Linked DNA regions of Sus scrofa: regions 2 and 3 are each linked to region 1. Evidence: chromatin contacts called from public HiChIP or PLAC-seq data. All regions are on one chromosome and are shown on one strand. The core of a region is the stretch at or near the end of the contact, and the rest is flanking DNA. Distances in the headings are between cores, read along the strand shown. Region 1 holds the start of NFKB2 (nuclear factor NF-kappa-B p100 subunit). Region 2 holds the start of NOLC1 (nucleolar and coiled-body phosphoprotein 1). Region 3 holds the start of ELOVL3 (ELOVL fatty acid elongase 3).

Region 1 (4,427 bases), core at 1,043-3,542:
GGGATAAGTCTTCCGGCCCTTCTCACTAGAGGCACCTGGCAGTCCTCCATGGGAAGGGCCTTCGCAGCCATATCGGAATCGGAAGCCTCGCTGAAGGTGCCAGGGCAGAGTGACATTGTGACCATGAGGCCCCCAAACCCCCCTCCCCTGCTACCAGCCAGCAGTGACCATAATAATTGCATGTATCTATCCTGAATTCACAACCATACTGCTGTGATCAGCAGCAACCAACCACCTCAACCCAAGTGGGTCTGTGGTCACCATGGCCACCCAACTATCCCACTTGCCCCCAAAGCTGAAACCATTCCATGCCATCTCTTTCACTCACCTGCTTAGGCTGTTCCACGATCACCAGGTAGGGGCCATCAGCTGGGGACAGAGGGACTTTGTTGAGCCAGGACTTCTGAGTCCATTCCCAAGGCAGAGGGCACATGTTCCTCCCTCCAAGACAAGGGGAGGTCGGGGGACTTACTAACCTGTCTCTGGGGCCGGCTCCTTGGGCTCCACAATGGACGGGTTGAATTTGAAATCATCATATTCGATGATGCCAGGCAGACTCTGCTGTGGAGACAGACTGGGGTAGCATCTGATTCTGAGCCACTCTCGGGGCCCTCCAGCTCTCAGCTCTCCAAGCCCTCCATAATCACTCCTCCTCCCCAGGCCCATAAAAGAAAACTCCTATTGGAAGCAGTTTGCAGACAGAGGTAACTGACAGGCAGGCTGAGATAATCTAAGGACATTACAGGTGCAGGCAGACAAGCAGACAGGCACAGGGGGCAACCGGCCGGCTTTGGGGCCAGGCAAAGTGACTCACTGGGTCGTAGCAACTGTCCATGTCTCTGGGCTAGGCCCAGCTCTGTCCGGTGGCTCCGGCCGGCCGGGTGCTGTTTCCCCGGAGTTTCAGGCGCCCGCCTTAGGTGGGGAGGAGTGGAGGGGTTGGGAGAGAAAGATCAGGACGGGAGTTGGGGGGAAAGGGGGGGCCTGGATTTAGGGGAGGGTCTGATCTCCAGCCACCCGTCCGGGTGTGGCGGGCAAGATCCGGTGGAGGGCAAGATCCGGAGCTGGGCTGGGCCGGGGAAGGGCAGGAAAGTTAGAACAGCTTAGGAAAGTCCCGAAAATACCAGGGGGAGGCGGGGCCGGAGGGGGCGGGCCTGGAAATGACGCACTGGCCACGCCCCCGAGACGGGAGGGGCTCAAGGTCTCAGTTGGCTTGCTAGCGCCCGCAGCGTCTCCGCGAAGTCGAGGGGCTACCAGATGCTGGGAAGGTCCCGCGGGGCTGGGCACCCCTTCCTCCTCCCTCCAGGGCAGGCGCCGGGGACGGGAGGGTCTTTCAAAGCTGGGGGAGGCTCCTAGTACGGGGTCAGGTCCGCCTCCTTCCCTCCCCCGTCCTGGAGCAACCTTGGGATTTTCTACCCCGAGTGAGGCCACGGCTGAATCACCCTGGGGGCTTTTGGGGGGACATTCCTGCAGTAGGAAGGCCTACTCCCCGAAGGCCTGTAGGTGGGGGCTCTTCCCAGTGAGGGGCCCCGGGGCTCTGCCCGGATAACTGGTCTCTGGGGCCCTGGGGCGGGGGAAGGAAAGGGTCTCCTTGGGATGGGCTCCCCTGTTACCCCTCCCGAAAACATCTCAACAGCCGTTAATTCCCACACTGCACCTACTCTGGCTGCCTACGCCCTACGCCCCAGTCCCAAAGCCGTGTGTAATACATGTATGCATCTGCATCATAGGTGTACAAGTGTGTTTCGGCCCATGTGCTTGCGTGTTGTGTGTTCATGGCTTGAACATGCGTATACAGGTGAGTGTCCTTAAACTTCTCAGTGCGGAAACATCTGAGCATGTATGTAAGAGCACAGGTGAACACATCTTCGAGTTTGTGCGTGAAGGGTATGGGTCCAGGCACCTGTGCACGGTGTGCGTGTTTTGCGGGTCCTTGTGTGAGCGAGTCTGCATGGATAGTGCTGTGCACACGCCGGCATATGTGAAGGTGTAACAAACGGCCCGCCTGTCTTTATACAAGGACATCAGTGTGTATGCGTGTATCTTGATCGTGTGCGTGCTCTCTGTGAGTGTGCAGACGCCTCTCTTCAGCCCTTGGGCTCGGTCAGCTAAGGGTCCTCCTCCCGCCCTTCCCCGTGTCCTGCCACCCAGGGGTCTGAACCCGGCCACTCACCGCTGCGGCGGCTCAGGTTCCGGATTCTCTCCCGGCCCGACCCACCCCGGACGGGTCGCGACACCTTTCCAGCTACCAGGACTCCAGCCGGGAAAGCCCCTTTTCCGCCCCAGGAGGGGGGAATTCCCGTGACGTTTCCGTGCGTCACTCCCCATGCCGTTTTTCATTGGCTGAAAGTTTAACTCCGGACTCGAGTAACCAATCGCAAGTGACTCAGGCGCGCCCCTTAGAGGGGAAATATTTGCTCAGCGCGCGAAGCGAGAGTGAGGATGGCCCTCAATCAGGTGTGAGTTTTGTCCTAGGGACCAGCCTGCTGCGGGATCCGCTGACCCAGCGCCATTCCCCAGCCGAGGACCGCGGCTCCGGTCTCCTCTCTTACCCTGGCCTGTCCCAGCCGGCTGGCAGCCCCTGCTGCTACTCAGCTTATGTTGCATCTAATGCTTGGCCACCTCAGAAGCCGGGGAATCCCAAGGGGAAGCTGGAGGGACCCAGCCCTCTGGTCCCTCGCTTCGAGCGGGGGCCCCGCTGCCGGGAAGAGTTAGGGGAAGAGGAAGGAAGTTGATTTGCAGTTGGTGCCAGAGCGCCATCTGGTGGCCGCTCTGGAGCCTCGAGGAGACTCCGTAATCTCAGTCTTCCCTGGAAGAGGCAATCTGGACCTAAAACTTGTTCTATAAAGTTTTTTGTTTTTTGTTTTTTTTTTTTTTGCGGGGTGGGGGGCAAACTTTCAGACCTGATCAGGAGCTCCGCGTTGGGTAAGAGAAACGAGGTGTTTATCTGGGAGACTCAGGCCTTGTTCATCATTCACAGAGATTTGGAATATCAGAATAGAAAAGCCATCCAAAATTAGTTCAAACTTCGCCAGAGTAGAAAATTATCTTTTGTACTGTTTGCAGTGTCTGCTACTCCCTCCTCGTCCATCTTACTGCTTCCTCCCTCCCCCTTGATAACCACAGGTCTGATCTCTATGTCTGTGAGTCTGTTTTTGTTTTGTAGATATTTGCCATATTTTAGATTCCACGTAATTGATGTCATATGGTATTTGTCTTTCTCTTTCTGACTTACTTCACTTAGTATAAGAATTTCTAGTTGCATCCATGTTGCTGCAAATGGTATTATTTCGTTCTCTTTTATGGCTGAGTAGTATTTCATTGTATATATGCACCACATCTTAATCCATCCATGTCGATGGACACTTTGGTTGTTTCCACGTCTTGGCTATTGTGAATAGTACTGCAATGAACCTAGGGGTGCATGTATCTTTTATTTTTTTATATGCATGTATCTTTTTGAATGAAAACTTTGTCTGGATATATGTCCAGGAGTGGGATTGCTGGATCATATGGGAGTTCTGTATTTAGTTTTCTGAGGAACCTCCATACTGTTTTCCATAGTGGTTGTAACAATTTATATTCCTACCAAAGGTGTAGGAGGGTTCCCTTTTCTCCACATCACCTCCAGCATTTACTATTTGTAGACTTATTAATGATGGCCATTCTGACCGGTGTGAGGTGGTACCTCATTGTAGTTTTGATTTACATTTCTCTAATAATTAGCAATGTTGAGCATCTTTTCACATGCCTATTGAAAGACATCCATATGGCTTCTTTGGAGAAATGTCTGTTTAGGTCTTCTGCCCATTTTTCGATTGAGTTTGTTTTGTTTTGTTTTTTGTTATTGAATTGTATGAGCTGTTTGTATATTTTGAAAATTAAGCCATTGTCAATCACATCATTTGCAAATATTTTCTCCCATTCTATGGGTTGTTTTTTCATTTTGTTTATGGTTTCCTTTGCTGTGCAAAAGTTTGTAAGTTTGGTAAGGTCCTATTTCTTTATTTCTGCTTTTATTTCTACTGCCTGGGGATACTGACCTAAGAAAACATTGGTATGGTTTATGTCAGAGAATGTTGTACCTGTGGTCTCTTCTAGGTGTTTTGTGGTGACATGTCTTATGTTTAAGTCTTTTGTTTTTTCTTTTCTAGGGCCACACCTATGGCATATGGAGGTTCCCAGGCTAGGGGTGAAATCGGAGCTGTAGCCGCTGGCCTATGCCACAGCCACAGCAATGCTGGATCTAAGCCACATCTTCGACCTACACCACAGCTCACAGAAATGCCAGATCCTTAACCCACTGAGCAAGGCCAGGGATTGAACCTGTGTCCTCATGGATGCTAGACAGATTCATTTCCTCTGAGCCACGATGGGAACTCCTTATATTTATGTCTTCTTTTTTTTTTTTTTTTGGTTGTACCTGTGGT
Region 2 (4,427 bases), core at 1,430-3,929, 250 kb after region 1:
GGGCTGGGAGTTTACTTGTGGCATGGTAGGTTAAGAATCCAGTGTTGTCTCTGCAGTGGCTCGGGTCCCTGCTGTGGCATGGATTCAATCCCCGGGCCCAGGAATTTTCACATACTGCAGGCACAGCCACAAAAACAAAAACAAAGAAACAAAACAACCCTTGGGCTATTCCTGTAGTTTCTGGCATCATCTATTCCGCTGCCTGACAATTCTATTTATCAAAGGCTTTAAAAACATGCATTCTATTTACTCTAGCAGTGTTATTACCCAAGAATTAATCCTGACCACAAGACAAACACCTACACAAAAGGACATTTGCTACAACGTGGCTTAATCCCAAATCATTGGAAACCAACCTCCAAGAGAAGATTGGTAAAAAGCTATGTTACATATTCAGTACAGAATTACATTCAGCTATCAATTATACTGATATTTATTAGAAGTTGGTGTCCTCCAAAAGGGCAAGTCATTACAGTACATACAAGACCATAGGCTCAGAGTTGGATGAGTAAATGTGAAACTCACCTCTGTCAGTTATTACTGTGTGACCCTGAGCAAATCTTTTAATCTTTCTGAGACTTTTTTCTTCCCTATAAGATAGATAATACTACACATCTTATTAAGTTGTTGAAAAGTTAAGAGATAATACTTAAAAAGGGCCTAGCTTGGAATTCCCACTGTGGCACCATTGCGCAGCCTCTTAGGAGTGCTGGGACACAGGTTTGACCTCAGCCTGCCACAGCGGGTCAAGGATCCAGTGTTACCCCAGCTATGGCTGGGATCTGATCCCTGGCCCAGGGAACTCCATATGCCTGAGGGGCAGCCAAAAAAGAAAAAAAGAGAGCTTAGCATCTGACCCTACCCTCCACAGATCAGCTTTTGCCACATAAAAAAGATTTTTGAGGGAGTTCCTGTCCTGGCACAGCAGAAAGAAATCCCACAGCAGAAAGAAATCCCACGTGAGGATGCAGGTTTGATCCCTGGCCTCGCTCAGTGGGTGGGGGATCCGGCCTTGCTGTGGCGTAGGTCAAAGACACGGTTCGGATCCTGAGTTGCTGTGCCTGTGGTGCAGGCTGGCAGCTGGAGCTGATTCAATCCCTAGCCTGGGAACCTCCATATGCCATGGGCGTGGCCCTAAAAAGCAAAAAAAGTAAAAAAAGTAAAATAAAAAAAGATTTTTGATTCTGAAAGGCCCAATTTCATCCAGCCTACTGCGGAAAGGCTCGATCTACCACAAAGAACAAGTCCATCCTCCTAGTCAAAGACCAAGACCACCAAGATTACCATTCCACTCTACCCTCTCTCAAGGTGTTTTTGCATGTAGTCATGCCAGCTTTCCTTGAGATGTAGATTACAAACCTTTCACATTCCTGGTCATCACCCTTTACCTGTACTTGGAACATCCTAAGTTACCGTAACTAAGATAAGAGCATTCATTCACTGATGCTTCCTGAGCACAAAGCACTGGTATTGCCACTTAGTATATATCTTGCTACTGAAAATCACAAAACTCCTACAAAGCAACGAAAACTTTTTTTTTGGTTGCGGCCACTGCATGTAGAAGTTCCCTGGCCAGGGATCAAACCCTCACCACAGCAGGAACCCAAGTAGCTGCAGAGACAGTGTCGGATCCTTAACATGCCGCACCAAGAGAACTCCAAAAATCCTATTAAGTGCATGATGACATCGCCACAGAAGTCAGATTCAGAGAGGCTAGGCAAGCTGCCCGGGATCATACATTTTTTTAAGCAGAGGCTGTTCCCAAACTTAGACTTGTCTGATGCCAGAAGTTAAGAGTCAAGCTCACAGCTATGCCTCGAAGAGCTATGATGCTCAAGCCTACCTCAGTATAACTAGAAGCAGAACCCTGCCTGCCTCTACTCTCGTTCCCTTTCTTACTAAGGAAAATCCCAGCCTTCATTATTTCTAAAGCAATTTCATTTGTGTTTCAAATTTGAGAGTTAAGGTCCAAGTCACGCTTGGCATCAGCTAAGATAAAGCACAAAGAAGGAACCAGGAGCCTCCAATGCCTCTGGTGGGACACAGCGCTCCCTTCTCGCAACATTGTCAGCCACGTGACCTAGGCCACGCGGGTCCCACGCTGCTGCTGCCGCCGCCGCCGCCTCACCTCTCACCAAAAAAAGCAACAAGGCTTGTCGCTGAGTAGTAAGACTTCGTGGAAGAGATGCCGGCATTCCAGGGTTTCTCTGGACACTGCCGAGAGCTCGGCACAAAGGCCCAAAACACTGGGCTGGAGGACCCCACAGACCTCCTTACCTGCAAACCTAAGCATGTCAGGGCCCAGAGCCCTGTGGTCATCCCCCCTTATGTCCCAAACCCGGAACTCACAACGCCTGTTGCCTTGGCGAACTTATTGGCCACGTCCGAGAGCTGGTTATCACGCAGAAAGCCGAGCACGAGAGGATACAGGTCGCTAGGAACCACGCGGCGCAAGCCGGCGTCCGCCATCCTCCGGACAATACGCGTCACTACCGTCGCGGACGCACACGACTCAGGAACCCGGAACAGGAGGGGCTGAGACGGGCCAGTGTGATGCCTCCGCGCTGCGCGGGACACAGCGGAAGGGGCGGGCACACGCCGCAGGGCCTTCCCGCTCCCGCCTTGGAGGCTGGGTAAAGGCGAAATCTATGAACTCTTTCCGGTCCCACGAGTGTCGCCATCTTGGTTAGGGCGGAGCCCGCCCTTCGGCTACTTTGTGGAGGCGGAGCCCTGACGTCAAGGGGTCACGCCCTAGAGATGTGGCGGGAAAACTCCGGAGTTCTCGCGCCCAGCCTTTCTAAGCCTTTCAGCCGCAGCCACATTTCCTGGGGTGGTGGTTACCTGCGCCCCTGACTTGTGGATGCCAGGGTAAGGAGTGGGCTGGGGAGACCGAGCTGACTTTGAACTCCCTTTAGCTTGGTCACATGACTTCCCATACTGCTTCTATCGGTGCTGCCAGTGGATTCCCACCCTTCATCTTCACTGTCTCCGACACCCTGGGAGGCCCTTTCTCAGGGTATCACACCAACCTCTGCACTCCCATCTCCATTACAGGATTCTTCAGATTATCCGTTGTAGTGATGAGGTGCTGATCTTCAAAACTGCCCCTTCCAAAATTACGACTTGCCCTTGAGACAGCCTTTCTTCTTTTACTTATACAGCCTTAAGTCAGTTCCATGAAGGGAAAAGCGGTTTTGCACCAAATCTGAGTGACAGCAGCAATCTCTTCAAATCTAGAACCCTGAAAATGACCCTTCCACTTTCACACCCGGTACTCTCCCTGGGGGAAAACTAGAAAACCCTTCAACTGGAGTTCCCTCAAGGCTCAGCAGGTTAAGGATTCCTTGTCACTAGTGTGGCTCTGTGACTGCTGTGGCAAGAGTTGAAGCCCTAGCCTGATAAGTCCTGCATGCCTTGGGCACAGGCAAAACCAAAAACAAAACAAGGAGTTCCTGCTGTGGCACAGGGGGTTTAAGGATCTGAGTTAGGATCTGGTGTTGCCACAGCTGTAGCATAGGTTACAGCTGCAGCTTGGATTCAATCTCTGACCAGAGAACTTCCATATTCCATGGGTGTGGCCATTAAAATAAAAACAAAAAAACGCAATCCCTGTCATGAGTACTCAAATATCAATCAGTGCCCAGGCCTGCCAAATAAATTCTATCACGTTTCAGTTCACATTAGACAGCAATCCTTTCAGTCCTATCCACTACCTCTCGATTACTTCCCATTCACGCCCTTCAGGAAAGTAAGGCTCCACTTTCTAAAGGGACACACCTTTCCTTTGCCTTCATCAAAACAGGCACTCCCCTGTCCTTGGTATAATTCCTCTTCCCCAAAGATCTATCTTCCCGCATGCATTCTTTAAACACCTGAGCACTTGCTGAACACCAAGCATTGTGTGTGGCTCAAGCTAATAAGGTCTGTGTACACACAAGCTTCGGTTTAGAAAACCTTTATTTGGAATATGTGTGGGGGTACTTTGATATTAAAATTACTTCCTGGACCAGTAGCACCAGCATACTCTTGATGGAAATGCAGAGATCAGACCCCCTACCCCATAAGTCAGAATCTGCATTTTTTTTGTTGTTGTTTTGGGGGCCACACCAGCAGCCCCTGGAAGTTCCTGGGTCAGGGATTGAACCCATGCAACAGCAGCAACCTGAGCCACTGCAGTGACAATGCCAGATCCTTAACCCACTGAACCACCAGTAAACTCCCAGAACCTGCCTTTTAAAAAGCTCTCCAGATGATTCAAATGCCCTTTTAGTTTGAGAAGCACTGCCCTAGATGACTGATTTTACCAACAACACCCTTGAGCAGTTTGAAGTCTAATAGGATTTTTGCATCTGACCAAAGAGGGATCCTAGGAACTAGAGAGGCAAGCATGTCTCTTTTATGTTCAGAGAAGAAAAGTGATTGTCTGG
Region 3 (4,427 bases), core at 1,388-3,887, 180 kb after region 1:
TGGCTTTGGCCTTGGGAATAATGTAGTTTTGGTGGAAGAACTGGGCAAAGAGGAGGAAATAGGTCATATACAACATGAAGGACCAGAAGAGTTGTTCCGTTGTGGTGTGGCATCCCTGTTCCTGCTTCCAGATGTAAGTCAGGATACTGACAGTTGCTCCCAAAAACATCTGCAGGATCTGCAGGCTGGTGATGAACATGGGAAACCACTTGGGGGGCTTCACTTTGGCAGCTCTCAGAGTATAGTAGGTGTACATGATGGCATGTACACCGTAGTTCATAGTCATGAACCAGCCGCCCGCAGCCACCTTGTCCTTGTATCCAAAGCTTGAATACAGTAGCACTGTGCTGTGGTGGTACCAGTGCACAAAGATGAGTGGCCGCTTTCGCAGGATGATGAAGGCCGTGTCTCCTGGGGGATGAGGAGTCACAGCTGACATACCACCCAGGGCTGGGACCACCCTCCACACTAGACATGGGGGCATGTGGGGAATTTTCAGGGCAGGGAGAGGGGTCTTTGTGGCAGAGAATCTGAAGAGGGGCTTGGGTAAGAGGTATTGTCGGGACCCAGGAGCAGGGAAGGGACTCTCCATGTGATGGGGGGTGGTGCTGAGGAGGGATGCAATTGACTGAACACTAGAGAGACAAAGCCTTGTCACTCACCAAGTTCAATGATCTTGCTGAGAACAAAGAGGCAGGACCAGAATTTGATTATGGGATTGTCAGTGGAGTTGGTGAAGCACACAGTTTGCTTTAGGCTCCCCCTAAGGAGCACGGCCACCATAAATCCCCATGTCCTCACTGCCCCGAGGATACTGAAATGGGATAGAGACAAAAGGTATAAGGATGCTCCCCAAGCACCAATCCACACTTCTTCTGCCTTGGCCTGGTCAGGTCACTGACCCAAGATCCACCACCTCCCCACCCTTCCAGAGGGGTGGGTCACAGCTTCTGAGATCCTGGGGCCAACCTGGTAGAGCCAACCAGTAATCTAGAAGAGATGGGAGCTGGGGAAGGGCCAGGGAATGCTGGAGGTTAAAAGTTGAGTTAAGGAATAGGGCTCATAGGATGGGTCTGGGAGGTAGGTGGCAGGATGGGAGAGATCCAGAAGTTTGGGGGAAGAAATATGGAAGGAGGGGCTGGGGAAGTTACTGGAAGGTCTTGGGAGAGGGTGTTAGATGCAGAGAGTATTAGAGACTGGGGAAATTGTTGGAAGTATCAGACTCCAGGTGCACAAGAGGACCCATGAGAGAGAGTAGAGACTGCTGGTTTGCGGGCTGAAGAAGAAAGAAATCAGGGCAATATGAAAAGGATGGATCCTAGGAAGAGGAGACAGAGCTGAGAGAATGGGGTGGGGAGAGAGTTAGGGGAGCAACTTGGGGAGCTGATGCAATTGAGGTTTCTAGAAAGCTTTTAGGGATAGAAGGAGGGTCTACAAGAGTGGGGGGGGGAAGGGTCTTACCTGAAGACCGTAAGGCAGAAGGACCAAAGGATGAGAGGCCCTTGCAGGTTGAAGCCCTTCCGTGACTTCATGTACTTCTGCCCCACAAAGATGAGCAGCAGGTAGACCAGAACTATGGGGAATGAGGTTGCCCTGGCAGTCAGAAGGCAGAGGGGATGGGCTTATGGGTGGGTGCTGGTTAATGGAATGCCTATTCATCTCTCCAGATGAGTGCTCTGGGTTGGAATCCCAGCTCTGCCACTTACTAGCTGTGTGACATTGGAAAAACGACTTAGTTTTCCGAGCATCGGTTTCCTTATTTGTAAGGGGGAAATAACACTCCTTTCCTGGTGGTGTTAATGTATGTAAATAAAGTACCCAACACAGGGCAGGGGCTCTGTCCAAAGTTTCTGTGATCACTGCTCTCTCAGTGAGGTTGGAAGTGGGTGGCCGCTGCTGGCCCATGCCTAGAAGCAACTCAAGGCTCTGATATAAGAAGCATGTAGCCTGCTTGAGTCACAGCAAATTGACTGGAGCACAAAGTCAGCCCACACACCTCGAGGAGCCCTAGGTCAGAGCCCAAGTCAATCTTGGAAGAGCACCCTGACTTTGCCTCCTTCTCCAAAGCAGGAAGGCTGGAGCATTTGAGGAATAACGTGAGTCCTGTGAAGGGCAGGCTGTCCCTGGGCACCAGCACTATGCACGCGGCCTCGCACACAGAGCCACAAAGGATGGAGGAGAGTCCTTCATAAGGGGGCTGGGAGTAGGAGTTCAGATCAACTCCATTCCTCAGAGACCAGTTCTCACTACACTCTTTCCCCTTGGCTTCCCGTCTTCTCCCACACTGCTCACCCCATCCTCCTATCCTGCCTTTCTTTCTTCTAGATCTTACCTCTCTGAGCTGCCACACTCACTATCTGCACCTTGAACAACGGAGACATGAAGTCAATACTGGGGAGTCCAATACCTTTGCTCTTTGGCAAAATCACCACGGACGTTCTGTGTCTCGCACCGCCCCCCTCCAACCTCCCTCCCCCAAAGAGCAGTCATCAGGGTCGGGCCCCTGACTTGGCCCTTCCCCTTCCTTAGGTCTCACCAGTACTCCTCCAAAAAGGGCCTCATGTCCTGGAACAGCTCGAAGTTGTAGGGCTGGAATATCTGCTCTATTTCGTTTGAGACATTCATGGCTGTGACCATTTCGTTTTGCAGATGCTGAGATCGGGAGCTTGGGGAGCTAGACGAGAGTTAAGGGACGGAGAATGGAGCGAACCTTGGGGCAGGACTGACCAAACCCAGAATCCGAGGAACTCCGCGGCAAGCCGAAGAGAGTCAGACACCGGGACGTGCGCTGCAGTCCAGCTGGCCGGACTGGCGCCGCCGCCGCCGCCACTGCGATACGTAACGTGGAATTGCAAGGCTGCGCGCCTCAGCAGGGCGCAGCCCCCTCCCAGCGCCGGGCAGTTCTCCAATCTCGACCAAACACGCCCCTGTCTCGCCCCCGGGCCGAAGCCCGCTCTCTGATTGGTCATTCTCAAGGGCGCCTCCCCCCGCCCCTCGCACTAGAACAGCCCTTGTTGGCCAAGCCCACTTCCCCCTCTGGAGCCCAACACCTCCACCTCCACCTGCTTGGCTGAGCCCTTGTGGCCTTGCCAATTACCCGGGCAGGTCAGGCTTCTCCTGACGCTGTCATAGCTGACCTTTGCCGCAGTTTGCTTTATTCCTGGCCCACCTGGCAGTGAGGAGAGAACGGAGGTGTCCTCAGCCTCTGGTGTCCCCATCCAGAGATAGAGGTGTCAGTTTCCCATCTCTCCAAGACCCGAGACTTGAGACCCTGGATAAAACCAGGATAAGGATGGGTCAGGCTGGGGAAGGGGCAGCAAAGGACGCCTCATCTGCCTCCTTCGAGTTCCCATCTGCCTGCTTCAAGTCTGTGGTTGTGGGCGGGAGGGAGATGAATTGGAATGAGTTTTATTGTCGAGGTAGTTGATGTTGATGTTTGGAGAGATAGTTGTTGAGGCTGTTGTGGTTTCTTTACAGTTTCCTGAATTCCTGAACGGTTCCAGCCTGACACTCAGTACTAACCCTGGGGAGGAAATGAGGTCACCCTCTGGGCATTTAGGATGATTGTCTTCAGGTTCCCTGGAGATCTCCTGGGGTTTATAGAAGAGGTGGTGCAATGCATCTCCCAGTGGCCTGCAGTTCTCTCCTAGTCTGTGCTTAGCTAAGCAAATTTACTTTTTTCATGCCTGTGTACCCCAGTCCCCCCAAAATAAATTATTTTACAACTTTTAAGTCCTTCCTTGCCTGTCCCTTATTTCTCTCCTAGGCTTTATGAAAATGAGGGAGAAAGAGAAGGTTTGAAGGCAGTCTGAGAGAAGATGGAGATTTGCAAAACAAATCTAAGGAAAATAAATATAAAATATTTAGATTCAAGATGTGGGAGTTCCTGTTGTGGCTAAACAGGTTAAGAACCAGACATAATATCCAAGAGGATGTGGGTTCAATCCCTGGCCTCGCTCAGTGGGTTAAGGATCCAACATTGCTGCAAGCTGTGGCATAGGCAGCAGATGCTGCTTGGATCCTGCATTGCTGTGGCTGTGGTGTAGACTGGTAGCTACAGCTCTGATTTGACCCCTGGCCTGGAAACTTCCATATGCCTCAGGTTTGGCCCTGAAAAGATTAAAAAAAAGAGAGAGAGAGAGGAAGAAAGGAAGGAAGGAAGGAAAAAGAAAAAAACTAAAATAAAATAAAATCAAGATGTGACTATAAATGGCTATATGCAGTAAAGTCCACAGGCTCTGGAGCCAGCAGACTGAGGTAGGAATTCCAGCTCCACTTCCTTGAACCTCCAGCCACTGTCCAGGGAAGAGTGGAGTGGGAAGTGCTGCCTGTGCTCTCTAAATGACTCTCGAGTGCATCCCTTTGTCTCTGCACCTCATCACCTCTTACCTGGTTACTACAGCTACTACCTTAGTCCTGTTAACTCT

The links. HiChIP or PLAC-seq counts read pairs in DNA pulled down with a chosen protein or histone mark.
Region 2: a contact with region 1 is called in an H3K27ac HiChIP or PLAC-seq map of alveolar macrophages. The contact joins the promoter of NOLC1 here to the promoter of NFKB2 in region 1. A contact is called at or near these places in 1 of 5 promoter capture datasets (fetal liver), 1 of 47 Hi-C or Micro-C datasets (fetal liver) and 2 of 2 datasets of contacts at active chromatin or transcription factors (alveolar macrophages and skeletal muscle).
Region 3: an H3K27ac HiChIP or PLAC-seq map of skeletal muscle shows a contact between it and region 1, with 8 times the contacts expected there. The contact joins the promoter of ELOVL3 here to the promoter of NFKB2 in region 1. A contact is called at or near these places in 13 of 47 Hi-C or Micro-C datasets (embryonic fibroblasts, fetal heart ventricle, fetal liver and 7 more) and 2 of 2 datasets of contacts at active chromatin or transcription factors (alveolar macrophages and skeletal muscle).

The regions. Positions count from the first base shown.
Region 1 is chr14:113,404,277-113,408,703 of Sscrofa11.1, reverse strand. NFKB2 (nuclear factor NF-kappa-B p100 subunit) reads right to left here and starts at 2,292. Exons shown (of 23, transcript XM_021072746.1): 1 at 2,171-2,292; 2 at 815-912; 3 at 477-558; 4 at 329-369; 5 at 1-90. The coding sequence starts at 835. LOC106506113 (a long non-coding RNA gene) reads left to right here and starts at 1,273. Exons shown (of 3, transcript XR_001301171.2): 1 at 1,273-1,795.
Region 2 is chr14:113,152,871-113,157,297 of Sscrofa11.1, reverse strand. It overlaps NOLC1 (nucleolar and coiled-body phosphoprotein 1), which reads right to left and starts at 2,679. Exons shown (of 13, transcript XM_005671408.3): 1 at 2,350-2,679. The coding sequence starts at 2,469.
Region 3 is chr14:113,225,068-113,229,494 of Sscrofa11.1, reverse strand. ELOVL3 (ELOVL fatty acid elongase 3) reads right to left here and starts at 2,637. Exons shown (of 4, transcript NM_001167634.1): 1 at 2,537-2,637; 2 at 1,462-1,593; 3 at 663-814; 4 at 1-411. The coding sequence starts at 2,637.